2 separate regions of the Anser cygnoides genome follow, and region 1 is linked to region 2. A link is a contact called in public Hi-C data. All regions are on one chromosome and are shown on one strand. The core of a region is the stretch at or near the end of the contact, and the rest is flanking DNA. Distances in the headings are between cores, read along the strand shown.

Region 1 (3,807 bases), core at 462-2,961, 240 kb before region 2:
TGACACCGAGCCGCAAGGCGCCGCCTGGCCCTTTTCTTTCTGCCCTATTTCCCTTCCAAGGCTCCTCCGACAGCAGCTGTCTGCGTGCCCAGGGCGCGGAGCGGCGGCCAAGCGACCCCTGAGCCTCCGCCGTGGCACCGAGTGGTTGCCCACTGACGCCTTTGCAGGTTTTTCCACCCCAATTCACGCCGCGCTTTTGGCGTGACTACGGTGTCACGGGGAAAAATACCGCATGAATTGTTAACGACGGTTCCCTTCCTGCAGTAATTTGGGAATTGTACTCGTAATATCCCGGGCAACCTCTGGAAATTCCTTTCCTATAGCTTCGCTCAGTTTATTTATTTATTTTTTTTTAATATCAGATATTTCTTGATATTTTATGGATGTGTATGCTAAACAAAGCAACCGGGTTTGCATCGAAGCCGTCCAGGCCGCCGCTAGAGGGCAAAGCAAGCTAAATAATTCTCATCTCTAGAGCAACAAAGGAAACGGCGTCAGCCCCAGCTGGCCCCCGCTCCGCAGCACGGAGCGCTCACGCTGCGAGCCCGCAGGACGGGCCGGCTTCCCCGCGTCAGCTCCTCCTTTTTGTGGCCAAAAAGCCGGCGCCGAGGGGAAGTTCCAGCGTTATGGGGCCGCAGCCCACAGAGGCTGCGCCTGCCGCCAGCGCCGGTCACCGCGACTCCGGGTGCCCCGGAGAGAGCAGCGGGGCTCCTCCTCGCACCAGCTGTGAAACCCGGGGACCCAAACCTCATCTCCTCGAGAGCGTCGGAGCAGCTCCTCGGAGCGCTGCCTTCCGACAGCGAAACGTGAAATGGACAGCAAGAGAAATAGCGAGCAAGGCGCTGGGTTTGCTCAGAAGGGAAAGAAAATCTTAGAGAGTAAATACACCCAGTCTCCATTAACACTTCAACTCGTTTCTTAAACACTTTTTTTTTTCTTTTTTAGGACTGGTTGCCTCTGAATCTGAAAGTTCAATTTCTTTCAGATACACCGCAAATACATGCTTGTTAAGAATTTCCAATTGAGCACGAGTGATTGCTGCACGTCTCGCTTTCTCACCTGTCAAATTTGCAGTGAAACATCACAACATTTACGCAGATTACTTCTCTACGAGATGAAATGCTGACAATTTTGTGTTTCAGCCACTGTACCTCTCCCTTGGAAAGCAAGTAAAAATAAATGCCTTGAGGGTAACTGCTGAGCGCTACGCTAAGCAATGTTATTTTACAGAGTTGTACAGTAAAATGTTAGTAGGCATCAATTACATTTCCCTGATTATAAAAATGCATTCAGAGTAGCATCTGCCCAGTGGTAAAAAATATTTTCTCTAACCAAAATACATTTGGTGACATACTTAATTCGTATTTCAGGTCATAGGGAAATAGTGCTGCAGACAGCTCTTCATGTGGTAATTACACGTGAGCAGGGAGTAGCAGTGCCACCAGCGGGTTACTCACCTCCCAGTCGAGGATGATCATAAACTCTGCTCCCAGGCCTCTTTTCAACCCAAGACATCAAAAATGTCACTTTCTTGTCACGACTGTGTGGAGCTGTACGGATGCATTTAGCGTTAAATACACGGCACGTGACCTGTACTTCTTTGTGCCTTTACTTGAGGTGTGTAGAGGGCAACAGTCGAGATGTGAGGTGCCATTTAAATTGTTCTCATCTCTGGCCAGACGTCTGTCATCTTTTCCTCCATTTAGTGTCTGAAGCATCGCTGATTAATCTAAATTACTTAAATCTTAAATTGCCTAACTTTTATTGCTTGTTTTTTGTGTAATAAAAAGAAGGGGGTGGACTTCGGTAAAATTGAATGAGCAGTCCTTAACATTTTAAGCAGATTTCACGACCGCCCACACTTTATGCCTGCTTCAACTTTATGAAAATCCTTCGAAATGGCTGCGCTCTTACAGAACTGGGTAAACCTTTTGACGGAAGACTTCCTTTTAGCAAAAAATCGAGTCTGAGGGCTTTCAGCGGCACAAAGCTCTTCCCAGATGTAGAGCCAACCCGTGCAGCCGGCGGGCTCTCAAGCAGCCAGGTCTTTGCGGCAGCCGTTTCCACACCCTGCGGCACACCCGTCAGGGCCGAGCCGGGGGGGGGCACGGCCGGGGGGCGCCCCCAGGCCGGCCTCGCCCGCATTCTCCTCAGGGGACCGGGCAGCTCCTGCCAGGGGAGCGGCGGGAACGGGGCGATCCCCGCCGCGGGGGGGCGCAGGAGTGTGCCCAGGCCCCGTGGACCCCCGGACGGCCCCGGAGACCCCCGGACGGCCCCGCGGGTCGCGGCGGGCCGGGGCCAAGCCCCCCCGCGGCTCCTCAGCACCGTCCCCGCTCCTCCGCCTCAGCACCGCGCATGCGCCTGAGCACAGCGCCCCCCCCGCGGCGCCTCAGCAGCGCGCACAAGCACAGCTCCCCGTCGCCTCAGCAGCGCGCATGCGCGCGAGCACCACCCTTGCCCTGCCGCCGCAGATGCGCACTGCTCCCACCCCGCAGCGCGGCCCCGGCGCCCCCCCCCTTTTTCCTTCCCATGATGCCCCGCGGGAGGCGGGTCTCGCGAGAGCGCCGCTTCTCGCGTCCCCGCCGCGGCCGCCATCTTGGAGGCGCCGGGATCACGTGACCGCCTGCAGCCGCTCGCCTCCGCCTTCCCCTCCCCCACCCCCGGGAACCGGGCCCGGCCCGGCCCCTCCCGGCTCCGGCCGCCGCCCCGGGGCTGGGCCCGGCGCTTTTTGAGAACGCGGGAGCCGCTCGCCGGTTTTTTTATTATTATTTTTTTAATTTTTATTTTTGTTCCCCCCCCCGCGGGGTCCGGCTGCCTTCCCCCGCCGCCCGGGCGGGGCGGGAAGAGGAGCGGCGCGTCACGTGATGGCCGAGCGCGAGCCGGAGCGCGCCAAAACGCCCGGCGGGGGCGGGGGGAGGGGCGCGAGGCGGTGGCGCCAGGCGGTCACGTGACGCGCGCGCGGCCTTGGGGGGGGCGAGGAGGAGGGGAGCGGGTCACGTGCTCGCCGCGCGCGCCAGCGGCGGGCAGTGCCTGGCGTCGCGTGGGGGCGGTGCGCGGCGGCGGTCACGTGGGGCGGCGCGGCGGGCGGCCCTCCCCCCCTCCCCCTCCCCTCCGGCCTCCCCTCCCCTGTGAGAGGGGAGGGAGGGCCAAGATGGCGGCCGGCAGTTAGAGAGCGGCGGGGCCGGCGGCGGGCACTGCGGGGAGCGGCCGCGGCGGGACCGGGAGCGAGACGCGAGCGAGTGAGTGAGCCCGGCGCCGCTCCCCGTGGCCGTCTCGGGGCGCTCCCTGCGCGCAGGGGCCGCCCCCGGGGCTCCCTCAGCGCCTCAGCGGGGCCTGGGGGGGGCTCCGGGGGGAAGGGGCCGGGGGTGGCGGCGGGCCCCGGGCCTGCCTCGGCGTCTGGGCGCGGGCCGGGCCTCGCCGGGGGGCGGTTGGGAGCGGGGTGGAGGCCGGGCTGGGCCGCGGGAGGGAGGGCGGGCGGGCGGCGCAGCCCCCGGGGGCTGTGAGGAGCGGGGCGGCGCGGGGGCGGGCGGCCTCCGTTCGGCCCCCGGTCTCTGCCTTCGGTCCCCGGCCTCCCCGCCGCGGCTCCCCCCGGCCCTTTGTGCTCGGCCCCCGCCGCTCGCCTCAGGGCTGCGGGGCCGCCGTGCTGCCCTCGGAGGGGATTCCCGGTGCCCCGCGGTGCCGCCCTGCGCCCTTTCCCCTCTCCTCAGGCTCCTCGGAGCGGCGGCGGCGGCGGGGGGAGGAGGGCGGGGGAAGGCCGCGCACCGAGGCAGCTCCCGGTACCGGCATTACGCAGCCGAAGCAGCCCCC
Region 2 (3,787 bases), core at 708-3,207:
GCCTGCAATGAGCAGCCAGGAACGCAGCACCGGCTCCATGGCGGTGCTTCTGGTTCAGTGACAAACCACGCCAAGGACTGGCTGCTGTATGGCCCCAGAGCTCTGCCAGGTTGGTACTGCTGACTGCGTCTTTTCCTTTGGCTTCTCTGTTTCCACTTTACAGCCACAATTAGAGCTAAACCACTCACCAATCTATGCCCGTAGCGCCTTACTTTTACTTGGTGTTGCTCAAAGGCAGCCACTTAGAAGGGAGGAGAGTCAGAGACTGCTCTGTGCACAGCTCTGCTACTGACACCCTGTGTGGATCCCACGGGGGGACATGCAGGGGCCTTTTCCCAATGCCATGTTTTGAGCCCTGGCTAAGCAGGAGGGAAATGCGATCGTTACCTGGCCCGGAGTCCACCAGCGACTCCTTCTGCCACTGCTCCAGCGAGGGGCCGGGCACCACTTCTGCCTTGGCTCTCTCCTCCTTAGCTTTTTCTTTTGACTTCTTTTTGGATTTCTTTTTTATTCTCTTCTTCTTCTTCTTTTTCTCTTTGTGTTTTGCTCGCTTCTTTTTGCTGTGTCGACTCTTCTTTGCTTTGGGCTCACTGTCACTGGAGTCCTCGGAAGAGGAGCTGGAAGAAGACGAAGACGAGGAGGAGCTGGAGGAGGAAGATGTCTCAGAGGAAGACGTGCTTGCCTTCCTCTTCTTTTTGCTCTTTCCTTCCTTCTTCTTTTCTGCAGTGCATAAGAAGAGGGTGAGCAGAGCAGCTCTGGCCCCGTGGCAGCAGGTATTCCTATTATCCCCTGCAGTTGTTACTGCCCCGCTCTCCCAGCCTGAAGACAAAGTCCCCAGGGCAAATCCCCTCTGTGCCGCCACCTGGAACATGTCAGGGTGCGGAGCTGTTCCTACAGCGCAGCGCGAGGAGAGGCCTCAGGGCTCTGCACCTGCCGGAGCCCCACCAAAACGGGCCCAAAGCGCGCGCTGACGTGACGGGCAGGGATCCTTCTCTCCCACCCGGGCCCCCCTTTGTCCACCTGCCCCCAAGAAAACCTGGTAAAAACGCGGGGTCGCGGACCCCTCCCCACCTTCCTTCGCGGCTGCCGAGCTCGACCTACGCCTGCGAGGCCCTGAGGGCCGCCTCCCCGGCGAGCCGCCGCCGGGCTGCGGGTCCCCGCCGCTCTTCCTGCGCTTCTCCTTCCTCCGCTGCCGGCTGCGAGAGGGGCTCCGGCTCCGCGATCGCTTCCGTGACCGGCTGCGGGCCATGGCGCCTCGGCCCCTGCGGGGGCAGCGCCCTCAGCATCCCCAGAATTGCCCAAGCCCAGCGAAGCCCGGCCGGCCTCAGCAGGCGTGCGGCGGCCTCGTCCCCGGGCAGCCACCAGCGCTCGGGGGGGACAGCGCTGCTCCCAGGACCCCCGGTTAATTAATTAGGGGCACGAGGACCCCCGGTTAATTAATTAGGGGCACGAGGACCCCCGGTTAATTAATTAGGGGCACGAGGACCCCCGGTTAATTAATTAGGGGCACGAGGACCCCCGGTTAATTAATTAGGGGCACGAGGACCCCCGGTTAATTAATTAGGGGCACGAGGACCCCCGGTTAATTACCACCCTGACGCCCGCAGCACACCTCGACGCCCCCCCCCAGGATCACCAGGGGCCGCCGGCGGCCTGCGGGGCGCGGCCCCTTTAAGAGCTCGGCCCCGGCCGCGCTGCCCCTTTAAGGCCCCTTTCACCCGCCCCCCGGTGCCGCCGCCGCGCGCATGCGCCCTCCTCCCCTCCCGCCGCGCCCCCCGGCCTCACCGCGGGCCGGGGCCGCGCCGCCGCTCCTCCGGCCTGGTCCCGTCCCCCCCTCACTTCCGGTCCCCATCGCTCGGCGCCGGCCGGCAACAGCGCCGCGCTCTTTGGTTCCGGGGTTCGGCCGGGCCCATTGCTGGTGCCCCATTGTTATTGTCCCCATTGTTGGTGCCCCATTGTTATCGTCCCATTGTTATTGCCCCATCCAGCCTTCCCCAGGCCCTGCCGCCACAACGCCCCCTCACTGCAGTTCCTGCAGTTGAATAAGGGAGTAATCGAATAATGGCAAAGCCCCTCCAGACACTGGTGCCCCCGGGGAGGCGCTGGGTACTGTGATGGGCGCCCTGTGGTTCCGCCTGTCCCAGGGGAGTCACGTTCCTGCCCTCGCTTCCCTCTGCAGAGCCCGGCTGTGCTGCAGGCACCCCCAGCTCTCTCCCCAAGGCCCATTCCCCCTCGCTTACTCGACACTCGCAGCGTCTCTGAGAGGGAAATCTCTGCTCAGAAGAGCTCGCGGAGCCCCCAAGGCACCCCCTCAGCCGCCCCAGGGGATCGACGCTTCCTGTGCTGCTCCTGATGGATTTTTCTGAGCCTGCGTTAGGCAAACCTCCGGTGGTGGTAACTCCACACCATTCCCAGCAGCCTGTTCTGAGCCACCGTTAGCTGAGTTTGGGGCGGATCTCTCCCTGCTGCCCCGCAACCAAAAGCTTTTCTCCTGCAAGAGGCCAGGACTCCCCGCAAATAGCAGAGAAGTGGCAAATTTCGGGTTTTATTGCACTGTTTCTGTGGGGTATGTGGTTTTATTGCACTGTTCTTTTCCATTTACAGAGCCTTGCAACGCTGCTGTTGGCACAGAGGCCTCCACAAAAGCCAAGCAGCTTCATTTATTTTTCCTGTACCCCTGAAAATATTCACAGAGCCCTTGCAGTGGCTCCAACGGAAGGCTTTCCACATCTTCCAAGCATCCCTCCACCACGCCAGGCCGAGGGTGAGCCCTTGCCTGCCTGCGTACCAGCAGGGGACGCAGCCGGCTTCCCCAGCCCGGCAGGACTGGTTCTGCATCCCCCTGCCAAGGTGACAGCGACTTCTGACGTGACTCACGCATCCACCAGAGTCTGTCAGTGCAGCCCGAGAGGACAGAAAGCAGCTTCAGGCAACTCGGTCCGAAGAAATCATGCCCTACCACATGCTACCACAGCGAACAGAGATCCACAGTCTCAGGCACATCATCCTCAGCAGTTTCCGTGAAGCCGTCTCCGAATCCCTCTGCTTCGACCAGCTCGGGCTTCTGGTTGCACATGGGGCAAAGCCGGTTGCGGATTGCTGAGGCTCTCATCCAGACGATGAGGTTCCAGCGTTCCCCCGAGGCGATGGGGAGCGCCCCATGGATCTGCCCTCCTCTGTGTAACAGCCCCTGCGTCCCCACGTGTTCAACCTCGATGTAGTTCGGCACAGGGCTGGGATCCTGGAACAAAGGCAGGCGGGTACAGCATTACACCAGGAAGTCCCTGAAGAAGAGTGTCCAGCGAGTTGAATTTCGACTTCTTAAACAAGCAACAGGGAGAGGATGGGCTGTACCTCAAACGCAGCCACTCCAGTGGTGGCCGGGCAGCAGTTTGGTACAACTGCTTTCAGGTAAGGCATTCCCAGAGACAGGTTCAGAGGGAACTTAAAGACAGAGTTTCAATCACAAAACTCTTTCACCAGTGTATGGTGTTTTTTTAACCTCTCTCCTGTGAAGAATCCCCTGAGAACAGGGGTTACAGAATTAGGCGTAGGTCTCACATGAAGTAAATGACTTCTTTCCCTCTCTCTCAGCACCTCCCTGCTCGTTATGTCCCTTAAGGGAAGATGGGTTGGTTTGTTTCACTCCAGCTTCTCCTACAACAGCTCTCTCCTCTCCTTGAATTGGCTGCAGTTAGCTTGAACACTGAGATCTTGTTTGCAGCAGAAAAGGTTCCTGTATAACCACTACATTTTTAAAAAGGGGAAGGGACAGAGTGGTTTTGAC

Evidence for each region. A called contact is a pair of places that touch in the nucleus more often than the background predicts.
Region 1: a Hi-C map of liver shows a contact between it and region 2, with 7 times the contacts expected there. The contact joins the promoter of KMT5A here to the promoter of ARL6IP4 in region 2. A contact is called at or near these places in 3 of 7 Hi-C or Micro-C datasets (granulosa cells and liver).

Annotation. Positions count from the first base shown.
Region 1 is chr17:3,665,567-3,669,373 of Taihu_goose_T2T_genome, reverse strand. It overlaps KMT5A (lysine methyltransferase 5A), which reads right to left and starts at 1,711. Exons shown (of 8, transcript XM_066979241.1): 1 at 1,458-1,711. The coding sequence starts at 1,515. It overlaps LOC136786572 (a long non-coding RNA gene), which reads left to right. Exons shown (of 2, transcript XR_010825591.1): 2 at 946-1,758. SBNO1 (strawberry notch homolog 1) reads left to right here and starts at 3,082. Exons shown (of 33, transcript XM_066979220.1): 1 at 3,082-3,239.
Region 2 is chr17:3,429,886-3,433,672 of Taihu_goose_T2T_genome, reverse strand. It overlaps ARL6IP4 (ADP ribosylation factor like GTPase 6 interacting protein 4), which reads right to left and starts at 1,957. Exons shown (of 5, transcript XM_066979257.1): 1 at 1,786-1,957; 2 at 388-720. The coding sequence starts at 1,942. OGFOD2 (2-oxoglutarate and iron dependent oxygenase domain containing 2) reads right to left here. Exons shown (of 6, transcript XM_066979244.1): 6 at 2,519-3,241. The coding sequence ends at 2,966.